2 separate regions of the Mus musculus genome follow, and region 1 is linked to region 2. A link is a contact called in public Hi-C data. All regions are on one chromosome and are shown on one strand. Each heading gives the region's core, a stretch centred on a gene start, on an enhancer-like site or on the middle of the called end of the contact. The rest is flanking DNA. Distances are from core to core; before and after follow the strand shown.

The links. A called contact is a pair of places that touch in the nucleus more often than the background predicts.
Region 1: a contact with region 2 is called in a Hi-C map of cerebellar granule neurons, with 2.0 times the contacts expected there. The contact joins two enhancer-like sites. A contact is called at or near these places in 2 of 484 Hi-C or Micro-C datasets (the G1E-ER4 cell line and cerebellar granule neurons) and 2 of 115 datasets of contacts at active chromatin or transcription factors (acute myeloid leukemia and embryonic stem cells).

What each region holds. Positions count from the first base shown.
Region 1 is chr12:77,194,349-77,200,545 of GRCm38.p6, reverse strand. No RefSeq gene overlaps it. Among named protein-coding and RNA genes, the nearest start is that of Gm40446, 5.7 kb to the right of the region's middle. Within about 2 kb of position 3,230, at least 82 of the 459 cell types and tissues checked have an H3K27ac peak or open chromatin away from gene starts, as enhancers often do. A contact at or near this core is called in the G1E-ER4 cell line and cerebellar granule neurons, where this site is marked.
Region 2 is chr12:77,004,861-77,010,780 of GRCm38.p6, reverse strand. All of the region lies in intron 1 of Gm35041 (a long non-coding RNA gene), which reads right to left. Among named protein-coding and RNA genes, the nearest start is that of Gm35041, 35 kb to the right of the region's middle. Within about 2 kb of position 1,415, at least 60 of the 459 cell types and tissues checked have an H3K27ac peak or open chromatin away from gene starts, as enhancers often do. A contact at or near this core is called in the G1E-ER4 cell line and cerebellar granule neurons, where this site is marked.

The sequences.
Region 1 (6,197 bases), core at 1,981-4,480, 190 kb before region 2:
TCATCTATTTGTCAATACAGCATCACTACAAGACAGTACATCTTTGTGGATCTGCAGAGATCTGCTTCAAAGGGGGTGTGGTCCTACTTAGTGATTGTTATATATGTTTAATAATAACAGAAAAAGCATATTAATAGCAGGAATCTTTCCTAAAATGAGTCCCTCACAGCCTTGCTTAACGAGGGCTCACCTGTCACAGATTATATAATAATCCCAGGCAGGCCACTTCAGGATGATCACCTGCTAGTTATTAGCTTATCCCATTATGGCTCCTGACAGTTAATAAATATCAAGTTATTAATGTATTCCTTCTTTAGTCACACCCACTATCGCTAATAGTCTCTGGGTGTTCAAGGGACAGCAGCTTCTTTGCTTAATCTTACACACTGTCCATTTTTGTTTGCTTGCTTGTTTTTTGTTTTGTTTTGGGGACAGGGTTTCTGTGTGTAGCCCTGACTGTCCTGGAACTCACTCTGTAGACCAGGTTGGCCTTGAACTCAGAAATCTGCCTGCCTCTGCCTCCAGAGCCCAGGGATTAAAGATGTGTGCCACCATGCCCAGCCACTCTATACATTTTATTCTTGCACATTCTATAGGATTGTCATCATTATCTTCCCTTTCACAGGTGAGGAAACCGGTGCAGAGATAGGGTCAGATCTCCAAGACTACACAGCTAGTGAGTGAAAGCCAAGGTGTACAGCTGTTAGACCAGGTTACCTCCTTAGAACTGGCAGTACTAAAGAAAATGTTTGCCCCTAAAAGTCAAACCCATGATGGAGGTTACGGCCACTGGGCAGGGATGGAGGTGTAGTTTCAACCACTTAGGTGTTCTCAAGTGTCAGAGCCTGAAAATAATATTCTACCTCTATTCCAGCAGCAAGTCGGGTACTTATTATCTCATGGATAACCTTTGGCAGTCTGAGAGCCAGTACAAATTGTATGGTTCTCTCTTGTTTTAGCTCCAGAGGCTTATTGGAGGCTCCTGGAATAATTCCATAAACAGAAGCAGTAATTACAGCAGTTAACATTTACATAACATGTGCTATAAGCCGGTCACTAGCTACAATGCTCTTGGAAGTGCTTTATGTATGTGTAGTAAGAAATTTTCAGAACACACATTGAAGTAGACCTATTATCCCCATTTTAGAGATGAAGAACACTGAGGCACAATGTCTGCAAATGCCCCAGGTCACATACTTAGCAAATGAAAAAGAATTGGTGTTTATTATTAATCCATGGGACCCAAGAAGCTGCCTAGTAAGTTTTAACTGTTCCAAGGAAACCGGTCTCAAAGTTTGTCCCTGACCATATCAGTTTAATGATGTTGTTTCCAGTTCCCACTGGCACCAAAAGAGTTTAGGAGTCTTCCATGCCCTGAGAGGTCCATGAGCCTGAGCTCTAACCCCCTCTTTAAACTTCACCTTTGAGTCTTTGATTCTCACAAGCAGCAATAACTCCCGGGGGTGGGGGGGGTTGATGTCAGGTTTAATCATTCTGCCAAGCTACCAGCCTAGGATGTCAAAGCCCAGCCCTAACAAACCACAAGAAACATACTTGCTAATCTGGGCATGGTGACCCAGCACGCAAGAAGCCAAATCAGAAGTATTAAAAGTTCAAGGTCAGTCTGTGCTACATACTTCCAGGCCTATGGGGGAAGGGATGGGTAAATAGAGGTGGGGTGGGAGGAGAACTTATATTTTCCACCCAGAGAGGGAAGGCTCCCTGATAGGCCTCACTCAGTAGCTAACCACTAGACCAATGGGTCGAAGTGAGTATGAGCAAGCTAAGCACCCTCTTTCCCTTCCTGCCACATTATGAAGTATCAGGTGAATAGGGCGCCACCCCTACCTGCCCCTCTCCCAATGGGGCATCTAATACAGGATCCCAGCTATGTCTCATCTAAAGGGGTGATTCTCTAGTAACAGAGTAATAATCACATGAGGCTTCTTTCCCTTTCAGATTTAAGAAACGTGTCTATCTGTTCCCCTTCAATGCCCCTTAGTTCCTTAGTCACCCAAGACTTTGTGTTCAGGGTCTTAGTTCCTCATTTTTATTGGAGTCAAAAGACAAAGTCCAAACTCCAAAAAGGAGTTAGACTGGAGGTGGGGAGCAGAGGAGAGGACCTTGGCTTTCTAGATTCGACAAGCCTAGAGGGTCATTCAAAGCCATGCCCTCTCGGAGGCTTGCGCCTCTTCTGTGCATGGCTCTAGGGAAGCCATTGGTGCCTGGCAGTCAGGTCTCTAATGTGCTTCTCTGCAGGGTCTGAGGGCAGCAGGCTGGTTGAAAGGCCAACAGGAAAGAACTCTGTAAGATGGTTACATGGCCCTGTATTTGAAAATGAGAAAGCATTAGCTAGCAGTAACAGTGGGAAATGCTGCTGTGAAGTCTGCAGGAAGGGTTTAAAGCTCCTGCAGAACTCCTCTACCGTCCATCCCCCACCCCAAACTTAGCATTCAGCTCATGGCTAAAGCCTCAAGGACAGTCTCTAACTACACATGACCTTGGGTAAAACAAACAAACAAACAAACTAGACAAGGCTCCTCACAGTGGATTTGGCAGGCAAAGTGCAGGCAAAGTAGGCACTGGGAAGATAAACATTGAGTTTTCCAGCTAGGCCACATAACAAAGAAACAACTTTAATCCTGGTGATTTTGTTGAGTAGTTCAAGTCCTCACCCTTTTCTCCACCACTAGACAAAGCTCTTGCATTCTAACACAGTCTTACCAGTGACCCCTCACACAAGTCAGATCCAGGTGGGGCCCACAACCTGATTTTCACTTGATTTAGAAAACTAAAGCCATGTATTTTTCTTGCTCCTTGGTGATGGAGTATGAACTCGTACCTCTTATCTAGGCAACACTCATGTGGGGTAGGGTTCAAATGATTCTCAGATCACAAGGCTGCTGGAGGAGCTGCCCTGCTCTGCCCACCTGCATTTATTTGTCTTTAGTTGGCAAAAGACAAATTGTCCCAGCCTGGTTGGTAATGCAGCGTCCACAAGAATGCTTGCTTAGGGAGCCACACTGTTCTTTATCTCCGCAGGTGTGTTTCCATCACGTGATGATCTGGATCGGTGGTTCCCAGTTCCCAGTTCCTGGCTTCAGCTTGAGCTCTCCAATTCTGAAAGCCATCGCTGAGAAGTAAATAGTCCTTCTCTGTGTTAGCCCAGAAAACACCGGGGGTCCCTTTACAGAGTCTATAATGAGCATTTCCTGGCTCCTGTGGTTACAGAGTTCTTCTCTCCCTTTCCTCAAGACCTGCTAGCCAGGGCTTCCTGTTGGCAAGCAACTCGCTGGCCTCTGCCAGGGAGCCATGCTGAGTTCTGAAGCCTGCCCTGCCCTGCCCTGTCCAGAGCTTCACAGGTCACCAGCAGACCAGCCAAAGCAAGAGGTCTAGGTATAGGCAGGGTAGTAAGTGCTGTGCTGTGCTGTGCTGTGCTGTGCTGTGCTGTGCTGTGCTGTGCTGTGCTGTGCTGTGCTGCGCTGTGCTGTGCTGTGCTGCATTAAATTTCTGGCAATCTTGGCATCTCTAGCCCAGAGAATAATTTCTATTGCAGTTTCAGGTTGCCTTGGACAGATAACTTACTTTCTGAAAAATACTGACAAAGAAACTAAGAGGAGAGGCCTCCCTGAAGGTTCTGCCCTTTATTTCAGAAATGAGAGAGATAAGCTTTGTCAAGGATGGCTGCTCTGTAATCACTCATATCTAAAGTGCTTGTGAGATGACTGGGTATAGTGGTACATACTGTAATCCCAGTACTCAGACAGGAGATCACCTTAAGTTCAAGAATAGCTTGGACTACAGCATGAGACCCTGTCCAAAAAAAAAAAACCAAAAAAAAAAAAAAAAAAAAGTTTTTGGGCTCCTATGAAGCCAGACACAGTGTTACCTCCCTTTTTTACATGCTGGCTCTTTTCTGAGATGATTGAGAGAATCAGGAGTCTGAACAGCTCTAACAGAGATCAAGAGAACAGATATTGTGGTTGAATCTCACAGACTCCTCAGAAGTAGAGTCGGAACCTTAAATCATTGTGCTGCAAGGTCTCCTGTGATGGGGCAAGACAGTGCAGAGGTTCTTCCATTTTGGATTTTTACTGGGTCATTTCAGGTTTAAGTAGAGTTTGAGCTCCTTAATAAAGAAGTCTGTGGGAAATTACCCAATTCTATTCTAGAGATCTGAGGTCAAGATGGTGCAGCTAACTTATCTTCTGTTGAATTGCGTGCTTGTGCAGACATCCCCTCCCAGCTACCAGCTTAACTCAACTACTGCTAAACTGCTTGCTTGCCCAAAACCTCTCCCAACAGGCACAGAGTGAGACAACAGGATGTAGTTTTTACCTTTAAGAAACCTTTTGCCCTAAATACTCAGAGCTACATTTGGGTCCTGAATACCTGAGTGTAATACCAGCCAGCTGGAATAAATACTATCATTTGTGTATAAACTGTGTCTGAGCGTTTGTCTCTGGTGTAATTCCTGTAAAACTCCTAAAAGGTTTTCATTCAGTAAACTCTCACATGAACATTATCATCATCAAAATACAATATTAAAGATTCCGTGGAATCTTACAAATCTTACAAATCAACTGCTATCAGTTGTCTGTTCTCTCTTCCTGTGCTTATCCACATTCATTCATACATTACACAAAATTATTTTCACAACAAAGATAACTTTACCATATTCATAACATGATCCTGTGATTGCACACTCCTATACTCCTAGAACTTAAGAGGCTGAAGTTGGGGAATTGTCATTTTGAGGTCAGCTTGGACTACATAAGGAGACCCTGCCTCAAGAATAGAGAAAACAACAAAAATCTCAAGATTATGGCTATCACTCAGTCTTTGGTCTTGTAGTTCAGTGGTTTGTAGAATCTATTGCATTTTGAGTGCTTGTTTAACTTTGCATTTCAGAGTTGCTTCCAGAATGGAGACCCCAGAGGTCTGGGAGTGAGGCATAGGACACTGCCACCACCTCCATGTAAGATCAGAACATGGAATAATGGCTGTTTTATTTTTTTCTTATAAACACACTGAAGGATTATATAAACAAGATGGCAGAAAAGGCAGTATCTTCACTGTTTTCTGCAGTGTTTGCTAAGACACACAATAGCCACTCTAATCTCTCAGCGGTCTCTGATAGATGTTGGGGTTTCTTCTATTCACCTGGCATAATCCTTTCTCTGCCTTCTCAGTTTTCTACCAAGAAAAAGGCTTAGTCATAAGGACTGCCTCCACTGGCTTTCTTTGTCCTCCAGCCTCACCATGGGAGTGGCCAAGGAGTCACCTTATTTATCTTTCTTTTCCTTCCTGCCAGGTGGCCCTCATCTCTTAGTTTGCTCTCTAGGTTCCCCTTACTAGCCCCACCCCCTTGCCCTTTCAGAACTATTGGTATTTTGGCTCTTGCCAGCTTTGACTTTAAACCCACTCTATGCTTTGTAAATCTTGGCCTTCATTACACTGTTGCTAAGTGATTCGACTTAAAGGGACTGGTGGGAGGGATGAGCAGGTTATCCAACTCTTACAACCTTTAGAGCTCTTGCTCTTATTACTCTTTACAAGTTTATATGAGAGGAAATTCATGCTGTCCTTTCCCAGGTTTTCATAGGTAGAACTCTTTTTCTTTGTAATATTACTAAAGTGGCTTTTTAAATATATCATTTCATTTATTAAAATGAAGACCTTTACTATAATTGCTTTCAAGAATTAATTCTGAGATAGAGGTGGTGGCATGTGCCTATGATCTTCACAGTCCCACACTTAGGGGGCCAAGGCAGAAGGATTCCAAGTTTGGGGTTATCCTGAAGCACGGGAGGGGGGGTGGGGAGAGAGAGAGAGAGAGAGAGAGAGAGAGAGAGAGAGAGAGAGAGATTGATTTTGGAAAAATAAGAAAACTTTTGTAAATTACGAGGAACTGTCCTAAAATACCAGCACCCTTCGCTCTGTTAAGCCATTGAGAAAACACATCTGTGAGGAGAAGCCTATTGTCTAGATTTTGGAGTCTGTCCTTAAAGCTTTGATTTAAAGTACAGGAAAGCTATGAATATTTTGTTTGTTTGTTTGTTTGCTTGCTTGGAGTTTTTGGTTGGTTGGTTTTTAGTTTATATTCAAGGCTTTCTTTCATATATTTTCTTCCACTTTCCTTATTGTAAAACTTACCCATTTGTTTTCCAACCTCAACAATGGCTTCTCTCTCTCGG
Region 2 (5,920 bases), core at 166-2,665:
CTGACCTCTACGTATGCACGATGGGCTCAGGGGCATGCACAAACACACACCCATACACACACACCCATACACACACCCATACACACACCCATACACACACACACCCATACACACACACCCATACACACACACACCCATACACACACACCCATACACACACACCCATACACACACCCATACACACACACACCCATACACACACACCCATACACACACACCCATACACACACACCCATACACACACACACCCATACACACACACACATACACACACACACATATACACACACACACACTCAAGCAAATAAAGTACATTCTTTTTTTAAGAAAAGATGGAACAATGCCAGGCCACAGCTTTAATCCCAGCACTCGGGAGGCAGAGGCAAGTGGATCTCTGTGAGTTCAAGGCCAGCCTGGTCTACAGAGAGAGAGAGAGATCCAGGACAGCCAAAGCTACAAGGAGAGAGTCTGTCTAAAAAAAAAAAAATAGATGGAACAATGTACAGAAAATAATAAAAAAGAAAGGAGCTCCTGACATCCTGTAGACCATACTAGAACCAGGAGTGTGTCTGAGCTCTGCTCCCAGCGACAAAGAGTTTTAGCTATCCACGGGATATAGTGCTTTCTCTGTCGGGGTCATGTTGGTGTGTGATATAAGTCCCTTAGGTTTCACTGTGTCAGATTCAGTTTTCTTTCACTAGACAGCAAACCACCCTAAAACTTACTGGGTTAAATCAACCATCTCTTTTGCTTATGCTTCTGTGGAGCAGCAATTTAACAGGACTGTCTTGGGTGGCTTTTCTGTTCCACACGCCTCTGCTCAGGGTCATTCACCTGGAGGCTATATAGAAAGGTCTTATATAATATTTCACTTGGGCACCACGTCCTTCGGCATTTATCCATATGGCCCCTCTCCTTGCTTGTGGTTCGACTGGCATTCCTCACAGTAGGGAACACTAAGACTTGGCAATAGCATCCAGAAATAGAAGCTGCTGGTGGTTTACAGCTCTGCCTTAGAAGTGTTATTTCCAATACACTGCGCTTGTCAAAGCCGGTCTCACTGTCTCTCGGAACTCAAATACTGATAAAGAGCCCTTGGCTGTCGGTGGGAGGAGAGGCAATCGAACCCAAAGCTACTTTTTAACCATCATCGTAAATATGATGAGAACGGACAGATTATAGGGTTTCTCTGTAATCAGGACGCACAGAACACCTTGATGCCACAGAACAGCAAGTTGTGAATATGGGTGTGGCCATCCAGAAGGAGCTTAAAACCGTCGTGTAACCAGCAATTTTGCCCCGGTTTTGATGGGTTCACAACTGCCAAGATTCAAATAGGACACTCACAACAGTGACACCATGTGATCCAAGCCACCAACTGCAACAAAGAGACAGATTTGGCCAGCCACTCTTCCACCTCCCACAGAGCTTCCTCTGCCCTGGCCTCCTGCTCGCACCTGCTTCCTCCTGGCGCTGGATTCCGCTCCTAAGATGAAACTCTCTCCCCCGAGCCCTTGTGACTCGGAGTTTTGAGATCTTAATGAGAACATTTCTGCTAAAAATTGGTTCTGAAAGAGCTGATGTGCCTGCTTCCTCAGACTGGCAGGGGGAGAAAAAAATAATGAAATTAAGCCCCATGAAAGTGGGTTCGTTTCCCATGTAAGAGCAATGATATGTTTCCATAAGAGAACCCGGGAGGCAGAAATGAATTGCTCTCACATTACTAGGGTCGAGTGAATGAGCCCAGATGGAGGAACTCTTGCATCCCCATCCTCGTTAGGAATGTACAGAGAGTTTCTTGCTGGTCCCTACTCTTGTCTGAGTGCTAATCGGGTTATCATGAAGTGAGTAAAGCCTAAATTTAAGAATCAGTCATCTAGGGCCTGAGTCCCCCTTAATTCATAAAAGATACTATTTTACAGTGTCTCTGAAGCAGAGTTGTTTTGAGGGTTTTAGTTGGTTGGTTGGTTGGTTGTTTTTGTTGTTGTTGTTTTTGTTGTTTTTTTTTTTTGTTTTTGAGAGGTATGTGATCAAATAAGTCACACAGTGATTAAAGATTCAGATTCCCAATAATCCATATGCAACCTAGGAGCCGGCCGTGGGTCCACTGCTCCCCACAGGGTTAGCCTGTGGCCTCTTTTAGAACGGCTCACACTCTGTGTCTTTATTTTCACTCTGATTGAATCAGTTTGGAGCTGACCAGCTCTTAAATGCTTAAATGTTTTCACAGCCTAGCCTAAAGCCCCATGCCTACTTGATTTATACAATTCATATGTGGCTGGTGTTGGTGGATTGAGACAAATATCTTTGCGGTACTGGAAATGACTCGGTTTTCTTTCCTTCCCAAGGCCTTGCTGCAAGCACAAGCCAGCATTCTAAAAGCCAGGGTTGAGTAGAGGATCACTCCAGGGAAGAGGGCTCTGCCTTGGCCATCCCTAAGTCTTTTCTTGGTATTATTCCTGGACCCTTGGGAAGGAATCAAGATGTGTTCCATTCAATCAGGATCATTTGTAAACAGCCGAACCTCTCTCTGCTTCACTGCAGTTCACAACACTGGGAATTACAGCAACCAGCTTGCAGAGCAAGGAGGGCTGTGAAATTCAATGTCACACATGGCAAACCTTTCTCTGGAACCTTTTCATATCATGACCTTTGTGTGACACTGATGTGGTTTTGGAGCGTATCTTCCAGGTTGTACAAAGCAGCTGGACCAGTTGGGACAAGTGGGGGGAGCGCCCTGGGCCTCACATCATCTCCACTACCATCACCCCCGACTCTGTCCCTGCCCCTGCCCCTGTCCCTGCCCCACCTGACACCTTCAGAGCCTGGTGTTAGCAGGTCCTACACACTCAGTTTCACTCTATGGACTCAGAAGGAGAAAGAACCCTGCTGTGGAGACTGATCCGTCCTTGATAGAAACGGACCCGGAGTGTTTGAGAAGAAACCTGGCAAGAGAAGGGAGGAAGGAAGAGAACAGGAAAAGAAGAGAGAGGAAAAGAGAGGAAGAGGGGAGGGGAGGAGAGGGGAAAGGAAGAGGAGAAGAGGGGAGGAGAGGGGAACTGGAGAGAAGAGAAGGGAAGAGAAGGTGAGGGGACAGAAGGGGAGAGGAAAGGAGGGGAGAGAGGGGAAGAGGGGAGGGAGGGGAGAGGAAGAGAGGAGAGTGGAGGGAAGAGGAGAGAAGAGAAGGAGGGGAGACTGACTGAAGGGAAGGGGAGGGGAGGGAAGAAGAGGGGAGGGGAGAGGGAAGAGACAAACGCATTCCTTTTCTCATACTTTGCCAGCTGGGGACACATCCCCCCAAAGCCATTTGTACCCTCTCTTACCTGAGAAACCTGAAAGGACTCACTGTGGGTTGTTGGATTTCATTCCCACTCTGATTTGGCTTTGCAGCAACTGTCTTTATCGAAGCTTGATAGCCTATTGTGACACTGACTTGGTTGCACACGCACGCATACCTATACACACACACATATACATATACATACACATACACACACGCATGTATACATACACACACATGCACACACACATACCTATACACACACATATATATACACACGCGTACATACACATGCACACACACATACATACACACACACATACACACACATACACACACACACACACTTGCAGTCCTCACACTCCCTTATACAGGTCTCGCTTTGTGAAGGAAGCTCTGTGTGACAGAGTGCAGCCTCAGAATGACAGACAGGAAGAGTAGGAAGAACATTCACTCAACGGAACTAGAGTCTGCAGATGGGAACTTTTTACTTTGCAGTAATTTCAGACTTAAGAAAAATCACAAAGTATTTCTCCCAGAAAAATGCAAAAAGTACAAAGAATTCCTGAATATTCATACCCCATTTGCTTATCATCTTTCCTCTCTATTTCCCTTTTCCCCACTGAGCCACTTTTGAGGGAGATGCAGACAAGATGATTCATTATCCCTAAGCACTGCGGTGTCTTATTTCCTCACATCAGGACCATTCTTTCTCACCTCCCCAGTCTCCAAATCATGAAATTAATATTGACCTAATGGTGTTGTGTAAGCTACATACCTTTTTAAATTTTCACCAATTTTTCCTAATAACACTCTTGACAGTCAAAGAGGAAGGAAAAAATTGATCCAAAACCAATCTCATATAACACATTGTCGTGGCCGCTGGGTCTCTTCTGATCGAACAGAGCACTCATCTGTGCCTCTCATGTCGCTGGCGTCTTTGATGGATAAAAGCCAATTACATATAGGCTGCCCTTATTCAGAACGTGTCTGTTGTTCCCTCACAATGAGATCTAGGTTATGCACTTGTGGCAGAAATGGCCCAGAAGTGTGGCGTTCTGTCTCTAGTGCACGCATTAGGAAACACGATGCCAGTGTGACCCATTTATCCCTTAAGATGTGTTTGATCATTCGGTTCAAACAGTGTCTGGAGAGCCTCTCGACTGCACTATTTTTCCTCTAAAATCAGTAAATATTTTGTGAGGAGATCCTTTGAGATTGTGTGATTCTGCCATTTCCCATCAAACTTTTATTCACTTTTAACATCCACTGGCTTTTTTTTTTTTTTTTTTTTTTTTGAGACAGGGTTTTCATATATAACCCTGACTGTCCTGGAACTTTTTCTATTGACCAGACTGGCCTCGAACTCAGAGATCTATCTGCTTGCCGCTGCCTCCTGAGTACTGGGATTAAAGGTAGGTGCCACCATGCCCTGCCAGCTCTTTAAGATTGTATTTTTATTTATGTTTGTGTACACATACAATGAGCACATGTATTGTCCCAGATATGTCCGGGTAGGCATTCTTGGGGCTATCCCCATGTCCAGGCAGGTTTTTGGAGGGATGATACTCTAGACCTCTGGTCCGGGGTATCCAGAGTATATTCCAATTATAAAAATGTATTGCTCTTCTATCATCTCATTTGTGTCATGTACTTATAATCCTGGCATTCTGGAGGCTGAGGCAGGAGGATCATGCATAGATTCAATTCCAGCCTGCATCACATAGGAAGATTCTGTCTCAAGAAAACAAAAAACAACAACAACAACAAAAGGAAACACAAGAATTTCCTCTGTATATTATGGCAAAGACACACACCAGTGACATTTAGCACTGCAGTGACAAAACAGAATGTTTGACTATGTCCTTAACATCTTCCCAGACACCAGTCTCATCGCCATGCTAAAACACACCACCCTCTCCAGGCCATCTCACAACGAATGAACTTTGAAGAAAGGAGAGGAGCTGTGGAGACTGAAGGGAAAGGTGGAAAGCTCCCCTCCTCTTCATGTTTCCATGCCAGCCGGCCGGGTGCAGCTCCTCACATCTCCATTCGGCCACCGTCTCAGGGAAAACCGTGGGCTTGAGAGAACACAGACGCTCTGTCAGAGGTTAGCAATGGTCAACATCATCTCAGAAGGGAGCTGGGAAATGCCCTGGCCTTACAGAACGAACCACTGTTTCCTTCCACAGAAATGCCACTAAAAGTCACAAAGAGGGAAACCTCCGTGTTTGGACAGGTCCCATCATCTTCACGGGGACTCACACCACGGGCTGGAAGAGCTTCCGGCAGAACGGAGGGCTGGGGAAAGCCTGTGATAAATCAGCTCTGTCTTTACTAGCCAGAGGTTGCTATGGCAATAGGAATACACTGTAGGTTTTAAGAGATGTAATTTTCTGTGATTCACTGTATATTTTTAGCCATTTTTCTTCCTGTATTATCTCCCCGTGGCAATTGCCTATTAATGCTGTTCTGCATCGTGATTGGACTAAATGGACCATTCTCCAGAGTGTTTCGTGAAAACCCAGGAGATCAGTAAGTACAAGAGGGTTATGGCCTGTGGACCTAAGGGTAAGCCGGGAGACAAACCAGATTGGTTCCAGACGTGGATTAATTAGCATGGGCCATGCAGCTCCCAAG